Linked DNA regions of Mus musculus: regions 2 and 3 are each linked to region 1. The links are chromatin contacts, called in public Hi-C and targeted proximity ligation maps. All regions are on one chromosome and are shown on one strand. The core of a region is the stretch at or near the end of the contact, and the rest is flanking DNA. Distances in the headings are between cores, read along the strand shown.

What was found. A called contact is a pair of places that touch in the nucleus more often than the background predicts.
Region 2: a contact with region 1 is called in a Hi-C map of B cells, with 5 read pairs. A contact is called at or near these places in 2 of 484 Hi-C or Micro-C datasets (B cells and embryonic stem cells) and 1 of 130 datasets of targeted methods (pancreatic cancer cells).
Region 3: a contact with region 1 is called in a targeted proximity ligation map of pancreatic cancer cells. A contact is called at or near these places in 1 of 484 Hi-C or Micro-C datasets (B cells) and 1 of 130 datasets of targeted methods (pancreatic cancer cells).

The regions. Positions count from the first base shown.
Region 1 is chr19:6,941,185-6,943,884 of GRCm38.p6, forward strand. It overlaps Bad (BCL2-associated agonist of cell death), which reads left to right and starts at 1,378. Exons shown (of 4, transcript NM_001285453.1): 1 at 1,378-1,440; 2 at 1,683-1,862. The coding sequence starts at 1,691. It overlaps Gpr137 (G protein-coupled receptor 137), which reads right to left and starts at 9. Exons shown (of 7, transcript NM_207220.3): 1 at 1-9.
Region 2 is chr19:5,687,744-5,690,443 of GRCm38.p6, forward strand. Map3k11 (mitogen-activated protein kinase kinase kinase 11) reads left to right here and starts at 1,388. Exons shown (of 12, transcript NM_022012.3): 1 at 1,388-1,523; 2 at 1,734-1,769; 3 at 1,946-2,700. The coding sequence starts at 2,504. It overlaps Pcnx3 (pecanex homolog 3), which reads right to left and starts at 1,165. Exons shown (of 35, transcript NM_144868.3): 1 at 254-1,165. The coding sequence starts at 406.
Region 3 is chr19:8,817,864-8,820,829 of GRCm38.p6, forward strand. Ttc9c (tetratricopeptide repeat domain 9C) reads right to left here and starts at 1,431. Exons shown (of 4, transcript NM_027412.3): 1 at 1,158-1,431; 2 at 573-821. The coding sequence starts at 810. Hnrnpul2 (heterogeneous nuclear ribonucleoprotein U-like 2) reads left to right here and starts at 1,538. Exons shown (of 14, transcript NM_001081196.1): 1 at 1,538-2,950. The coding sequence starts at 2,419.

The DNA of each region.
Region 1 (2,700 bases), core at 128-2,627:
TGGTTGCTCGTGTCCGGCTGGCAGGAGGGGGAGAGCCGGCCGATGCCCGTCAGCTTAGGACAGCGGCCGCTGCGGGGGCGCCCAACGCCCCGCTCTCCCCCTCCCCAAGCTTGGTTCCTCTTTCCCCTCCAATAATCCGGATTGGGAGGCTTCTTCCTCTGTCCTCAAGATTCCAGACGTGTTCCCCCACCGCGTCCACCCTCAGCCCCGGTGAATAAGAGGAAGTCGATGTCAGGTCTCAGGCCGCTGCGGGGTAAGCGGGATCCGGTCGCCGGGACACCGGGCTCCAGCTCCCCGGCTCCCTCTGCTCCGCCCCACTCCTGCGCCTGCGCGGACGTCCGTTCGCTACGTAAACTGCGTAGCGACCGGCAGGGACTCCGAAGCCATGCGCCGCGCCCGGCGTGCATCTCTTCGAGAATCGCCGCAAGGTGCGCTGCCGGCGGGTGTCCCGGGTTACGGATGGCGGCGGGCGGCCGAGAGTAGAGCAGGCCGCACGCAGCAAGCACCTGGGCTACCAGTGCCATGGACCGCCAGCTCTTAATGTTTGGGGACTACCATTTCCCACGCTTAGATTCCCAAATCCACATCGCGTTCGGCGTGCCCATATGGGGGGCGGCAACGACTTCCCCGCACAGGGTCACTGAAGGAAACTTCCGCCCACAACCAAGATGGTACCCGGACCCCGCCCCCTAGCTTCTGTCTGCAGGCCCCGCGCTCCGGCCCGGGGCAGCGTACGCACACCTATCCTGGCAGCAGAGGCCCCTGGAGCCCCACGGCTCGCCTTCCTGGGCGCCCCGTCCCTTCTTCCGCACCCGGGCGGCCATCCTGCCGTAAAGGAGCTCCCGAAATGGCGCGGGGGGTTGTCCCCAAGACGGGCAGTGCAAGGCCTCCACGATCGGGAAGAAGGAGCTGGTCTTCCCATCCCGGTCACTCGGTCCAGGGGGAGCAATAACCATCGCAACGACCATTGCATCCGACGGCCGAGCTTCAGTGAACGGCTCTATAAGTAATCACTAAGCTGTTTACAGAGTTTTCACCAGCTCCCCAGGGAGGTGTCATTAACCCCATTTTACAGGAGGGAATTCGGGCCCAGAAGGGCTGGAGGACTTATCAGCCGAAGCAGGCCTCCAGGATCCAAATGGGAACCCCAAAGCAGCCCTCGCTGGCTCCTGCACACGCCCTAGGCTTGAGGAAGTCCGATCCCGGAATCCGGAGCCTGGGGAGCGACGCGGGAGGAAGGCGGTGGAGACCAGCAGGTCGGCGCAGGGGTGGGACCTGGCTTGGGGTGGCCCCGCCTCCAGGCCGACCCGGGATTTACTTCGAAAACTGATTGGGTCAGATCTGTGACAGTTCTCGTCGCCCAGGAAACTAGGGCCGGGCGCCCTTAGAACTGGAGGGAGGAGGCAGGCCCGGGTCAGGGGCCTCGAGATCGGGCTTGGGGTGAGACCTATTCCCGGTCCTAACGGGCAGGGGGAGCGCACTAGTGTCTGGACAGAGCTCTGAAGAGAGATTTAATATTCGGGCGACAGCCAGGCAGACTGAGCAGACAAATGAGGGATTGGGAAGATTTGGGGAGTTGAGCTACCGTGGTGGGAGAGGGAGACAGGAGTACCTCTCCTCTGCTTCTCATAAACACTGTTTGCCTAGCTGTGTAGTGAGTACTTCTTACCTTGTCTCTACAGCCCAGAGTATGTTCCAGATCCCAGAGTTTGAGCCGAGTGAGCAGGAAGACGCTAGTGCTACAGATAGGGGCCTGGGCCCTAGCCTCACTGAGGACCAGCCAGGTCCCTACCTGGCCCCAGGTCTCCTGGGGAGCAACATTCATCAGCAGGGACGGGCAGCCACCAACAGTCATCATGGAGGTAGGTTCCTCACTACCATTATCTGCCTGTCCCATGCCCCCTGACTCTCAGGTGCCCCTTACGTTGCTGTTGCAGCCATACTTCCTAAAGATTCTTGGGAAGCCCCAGATAGCTCCTTTCATCAGATTGCTTCTTCTACAAACCATCACTGGGCTAATTCACAGAGATGTATGGTATGCCCTTAATGATTAAGCTGACTCACTGAATGCTGAAAACAGACCCCCTTATTATGTCCCCAAGATCAGTGGGAGGTAAGCAGAGCCCCAAAGAAGTGACTTTTCTCTTTATTTATTTATTTATTCATTTATTTATTGTATGTGAGTACACTGTAGCTGTCTTCAGAAGAGGGCATCAGATCCCATTACAGATGGTTGTGAGCCACCATGTGGTTGCTGGGAATTGAACTCAGTACCTCTGGAAGAGGAGTCAGTGCTCTTAACCACTGAGCCATCTCTCCAGCCCAAGAAGTGGCCAGTAGGTCCGTTCGTTCGTTCGTTCTTTCTTTCTTTCTTTCTTTCTTTCTTTTTTTAAAATGATTATTTTTTGGTTTTTCAAGACAGGGTTTCTCTGTGTAGCTCTGGCTATCTTGGAACTCACTCCTACAGAAAAACCAATAAATAAATAATAATAATAAAAACTAATAAAAAAGGAAGAAGAAAGCTGAAGGTTAAAAGAAGGGATGGGGGAGGGGACTGGAAAAATGGCTCAGTGGTTCAGAGCATTTACTACCAGGCTGGCCTTGAACTCAGAAATCCTCATGTCTCTGCCTCCCAAGTGCTGGGATCAAAGGCGTGCACCACCGCCGCCCAGCTCAGTAGGTTCTTTCTTACTCTATGGC
Region 2 (2,700 bases), core at 138-2,637, 1.3 Mb before region 1:
TCATCACCCCTTCATGCAACAGTACAAAGAGCCCTGTTAGGGGTAGCCCTCTGTTTAACCGGGTAGATTAAATGAGGCGCTCAAGGTCACTCCATGCAGAAAAGACTTGGTCTTTCCTCTATATAAAACCAAAGTAAACTCTACAGTGAACTCTACAGTGACTCGCTTCACTCCACGCCCCAGGACTCAAGATGCCCATCCCTCCAGACTACACTCCCTCTCGCCATAGTTACAGGTGGTGGCAGCCTCTCACCATGTACAGCAAGAAGGGAAAGATGAGCAAGAAGATCCAGACATAGAGATGGAAGCAGTTGGAGAAGGTGCTCTGATGCGGATCGAAGAACCATCCCCCAGTGAGCGAGGCCCACACCCCCTGGCGCAGGATCTGCAACACCTGAGACCCCATGGCCCAGCCGCTGCTGCGCACGCCCTCCTCCCGGGACCCTCATGGGGGCGGCCCCCGGCCCATGCCCCGCTGGCGCCCGAGGGTCCCGGGGTCCGACTTAGATTTCACGCCATGGCCTCCCCCAGACGGGGGAGGGGATTGGTAGGGTGAGGGCACAGGCAGGGGGCGGGGCCGGCCCAGGCAGTCAGCGGATCAGGCCGGGATACTGGGGTGGGACTGCATCAGAGGCGGGGCCTGGGCCCCCTCCGGTGGCCCAGAACTGTTGTAAAGCGCCGAGCCTGAAAGCAGGCGCAGGGCAAGGGCTGGGCACCCGTCGGCGGCATCCAGAGGTGGGCGTGGAATAGGTGCTCTCGGAGTGCCAGTGATAGGTCCCTTGGCTCCGGACCGGAGAAATCCTTGGGACCCTGAGGTCCACTTCCGGGGTCGCAGGTCACTCGCTTGGGGCTCTGCGTTCGCCCCGCTTCTACCGGTGCCGGCGCAAAGGGGAGGCCGGAAGAAGGAGCCGCGAGCTGCCAGCCTGCACTGGCGCATGCGCCCGTTAGAACCTGTTGGGACCCGGAAAAGGAAAACCTGGCGGCAGAAGTGCGCAAGCGCGGAGAAGTAGCGAAGTGACGGGATGCAGAGGTATCTTAGGCGCGCGCGCAGTCAAATTCTAGAGCCACCAAAATATGGGACGGCCGGGTGAGTCGCCATTGGGTAACGACTTGATGACTGGCGCAAAGCTTTTCCAATGCGTTACAGGAGGCGGGGAAAAGCTGGAGAATGGGACTCCTCACGGCTACTTCCAGTTTGCGTTACCGGGTCACACCCCCGACTTGGGCCGCCTCTCCTTAGTGCGAGACCGTAAATCATGGTTGTCGCTTGGCTTACGCCTCTACTTCCGGGTCAGAGCTTAGCCGAAGCAGAGAGTGATCCTGATCAGGCCTGAGTAGTCGAACAGGATGACATAGGCTTTCTTAAAGTAACAGACACAGGACAAGTGATGAACTAACGAAGAGGTTGTTGAAGGCCCTTCAACTCTGAATCTAATCCCGGGCAAAGTTCTGAACGACAGTTTCAGGTTTTTGCCTCTCGGGTGAAAGGAAGATAATTTTAAATGGTTCCAAGAGCTTCAAGTGTAAGCCGATTTTGAAGTCCCAAACTTCTCTGTTCACATCCCCCTCTAGCACTGAAAAGCAGGGTATCTTGTTATTTCATATATGGAAAGAACGAATCTTAAAGAGCTCTGCAACTTCGTAGCCAAGACCAGATTTTGGTTTTGAGGCAATCACAAGGGTGATTTGGCTGATGAGAATTCAGACACAAGGATTCTTCTCTGTCTTTGCAGAGATCCACTTCGACCGTGAGCAGAGGAGCACCTAACGTAAGGCTTAGAGTTGTGCCGGTGTGTTTGGGGGCGGGGGAGGCGGGAGGAACTACCTGGCCCGCCTTCTACCTCTCTTGGCCAACCTCCCCGGGAACTCCCGTGCACAGCTGCCGGGAGCCTCCGGGAGGGGAGCGGTGCAACCCGCCCACGTCATCTGATGCTGTTTCCTGCAGGAGGGAGAAGAGCGGAAAAAAGTGAAACTCCACCCTCCACCTCTGCCTCCCGCCCCCGGGGCCAAAGTACAAAGGGAGGAGGAAGAAGGGACCGGGGTCGGAGCTGTCGGGGCCCAAGGCACTAGCCCAAGAAGAGGTAGCTTCGGCTCAACTGGGGACTTTCTCTTACCTCTTGTGCCTGGAGACAACAACCAGAGTCCGGGCGCTGACCCTGGCAGGCCCCACCTTACGGTAGGCGGGCGCTGAAGCCAGGTTCCCAGGACTACTTCGGAACTGAGGGACTCTGCTGCTCCAATTCAGCCATGGTGAGGCGCCGGAGGCCAGTGGGCCCCACCCCTCCAGCCTGACCACACTGCCCTTGGTGCCCTCCTCCAAAAGCCCGAGATGCGGGGGGCCGGGAGGCGACACTCCTGGCTCCCCAGAGAGGCGTGGGTCTGGGGCTGAGGGCCAGGGCCCGGATGCCCAGGTTCCGGCTCTAGGGCCTCACAAGCCAGCGGGGGTGGATACCACGGGCACCCGAAGAAGGTCCCCCACACATTCCAACGCCGGCTCCCTGCCATGGAGCCCTTGAAGAACCTCTTCCTCAAGAGCCCGCTGGGGTCATGGAACGGCAGTGGCAGTGGGGGCGGCGGGGGTACCGGTGGAGTCCGGCCGGAGGGGTCTCCGAAGGCAACAGCAGCTTATGCCAATCCTGTCTGGACAGCCCTGTTCGACTATGAGCCCAATGGGCAGGACGAACTAGCCCTGAGGAAGGG
Region 3 (2,966 bases), core at 181-2,680, 1.9 Mb after region 1:
TCAGAAATCCGCCTGCCTCTGCCTCCCAAGTGCTGGGATTAAAGGCTTGCGCCACCACGACGGGATACAGTTAATTCTTACTTGTTTGAATTAGGGTATTAGCACACATCACAGGCTAGTCTGGCTCTCAAACTTGAAGCCATTTTTCTACTTGGACTTCTCCAGTGCTGCAATTACAGGTGTTAGCATCATTCTTCGAAATAAACCCATTCTAGGTCCACCAAATCAAGATATCTGGGCTTTAGAGCCCAGGAAGTAGTTTCAGGTGAGGTTTGTGAAATCCCGCTTGCTTTTAGAATACTCTACAAATTGGAAACAGGTTTCAATCGACTGCTAAATAGCCAGGTGGCAGTGAAAAAGAACATCTTCCAATGTTCACAGGGCTTGATGATTCTATCTTTTTTGTTTGTTTTGCTTTTTGATACAGGGTTTCTCTGTGTAGCCCTGACTGTCCTGGAACTCACTCTGTATTTGAACTGCCTCTACCTCCTGAGTAGTGGGATTAAAGTCATGCTCCACCACTGCCCGGCCCTGCGGTCTTGATTCTCTGCCCACGCTCGTCCCATACTTACCAGCTAGGTTGTTGTAGCAGTGGGTCTGGATGGTGTGCAGTATGTTTTCTTGCTCCGGTGTGAGAGCTGGGCCCTGAGGTCCCAGACTAGAAAGAGGGGAAGGCAGACTTGGGTCCAGACCCCGCAGCTGAAGAAGAGCTCGATGGTACCTACTCACAGCATCTCGGTACTTTCCTTCCCGGTAGCGCTGGTTTCCTTCCTCCTTGTATACCTGAGCCTCCTGAAGGCGCTTCTCCATGACTGTTGGAACTGTTAAATGAAAGAGAAACTGAAGCAGTAGAATGGGATCAAAATAAATGATTAGAGCATCGATTTCGTAAGCAAGAAGCTCGCAGGGATGTGGGTTTTGCTGTTTTTACTAGTCCCATCTATTCTCCTGTGCTAGTTTTCAGTTTCCAGAAGTACCGCAAACTAAAAAAAGGAATGATGTGAGGATAGTGAGGCCATTGACCAAATGAGTTCCATTAGAAGAGATCCCGGCGTGATTACAGACACTAGGGAAATCCAAAGGCCCGACTAAACGTTCCAAGTGTGTGACCGCCCGCAAAATTCGTTTCCTTCTTTCTCTGAGGCACACCCCCTGACCTGGAAGAAGATGGAGTAGGCGGGAACAAGTGAAACAAGTCAAAAAGGCTTCGCTCCTTTCCAATCTCTTTATTTGTCCTTATCCAACAAACATTTGTTGATGGTTCTGCTGTTAATTGAGGAACCGAAGTGAGTGAGGCCTGAGTCTCCAGTCCACAAGTGAGGCACAAGAGGCCGGAAGCATTGTGCCCAACAACCGCACCACAGCGGAGGCCCAAGCCGGAAGACTCCTCCAGGAATTCGGTTTAAGTTGCAGGAGCACAGAGAGGAAGAGACCAGACCTGCCAGCAGTTTAGCCTCTAACGGGGCACGCGCATTGCGTCATGCCACCCAATCAGAAAGGAGTCTAGAAAAGTAATCCCGCAGAACCGGCCCCGCCTCCCCAGCGGACCAACCCGGAAAAAAAAAATTCCCGGCCACTTCTCCAATAGGAAAAAAAGCCGCACGATATCGGAGGACCAATCAGAGCAACAGACTACGATTCAAGCTGGCCAACGAGAGAAGGAAGGGGTGGGGTTGGCGCCTCTGTTGCTGGGTAGATGTTTAAGCACAGAAAGAGGTCCCGGCATTGCTCTCTCCCTCTCTCTCTCTCCCTTGATGCTGGAAAGGCCTTTCCCTCCTGGCTACGAAAACCCTGCACCACCCATCCTTCCAGCTTGGCTTCGGTTACTAGTCTCAGAAGTTACAGTCAAAGAATAAGCAAGAGAGGACATCGAGTAAGCCCTAGGGTGCTCCGGTAATTGGGAGCGGGCAGGAAGTAAGAGACCTGAGATGGGCGGGACTCCGGCGCGACTGCGCAGAGCCTACGACTGAAGTACGGAAAGAGGAGCGCGCTCACGCTTCCGTGCTACGAGGCACTTGAGCCGCAGCCAGCCTTGCCCGACTCAGGCCCCTGTGCGGCTGCGCGGTTAGGCCGCTTGCGCTGATTGGCCCGGATCTCTGAGAGGAGGGAGGGGAAGTGAGGGAACTCCGTCGTCCTCGGCGCGCACTCCCCCGCGGTCGAGTACAGAGTGTGTCGGAAGCTGCTCCTCGCCGTCTTGTTTTGCGCTCAGTGAGCCGAAAGGGGCAGGGCAGGAGGAAGGCGACATAAACACGCCGCGAAGACAGCGCGGCCTCTGCCTCTGTGTGCGTGCGCTTGCTAGCGCGGGCTCAGTGCTGGCGCGGGAGGCGGAGGCGGGCGGCGGCGGCGCCTGCGCGGTCGGGCTCGGTCGACAGTTCGCAGGGGAGGAGGCGGCGGGAGGCGGAGGAGGCGACGGCGGCGATGGAGGTGAAGCGGCTGAAAGTGACCGAGCTGCGGTCGGAGCTTCAGCGGCGGGGCCTGGATTCGCGCGGCCTCAAAATGGATCTGGCGCAGCGTCTTCAGGAGGCACTGGATGCTGAGATGCTGGAGGACGAGGCCGGCGTTGGTGGGGCCGGGCCCGGTGGGGCCTGCAAGGCGGAGCCTCGGCCTGTGGCCGCGTCGGGCGGAGGCCCGGGCGGGGACGAGGAGGAGGAGGACGACGACGAGGAGGAGGACGAGGAGGCGCTGCTTGAGGACGAAGACGAGGAACCACCACCTGCTCAGGCTTTGGGCCAGGCCGCGCAGCCGCCTCCGGAGCCCCCGGAGACGTCAGCCATGGAGGCCGAGTCCGAAGCTTCCGACACACCGGCGGAGGCCACGGCTGGGTCAGGTGGGGTAAATGGTGGCGAAGAGCATGACAACGGCAAGGGGGAGGAAGACGGGCCGGAGGAACGGAGCGGAGACGAGACTCCGGGATCCGAGGCACCGGGTGACAAGGCCGTAGAGGAACAAGGTGAGGAACTGGCAGC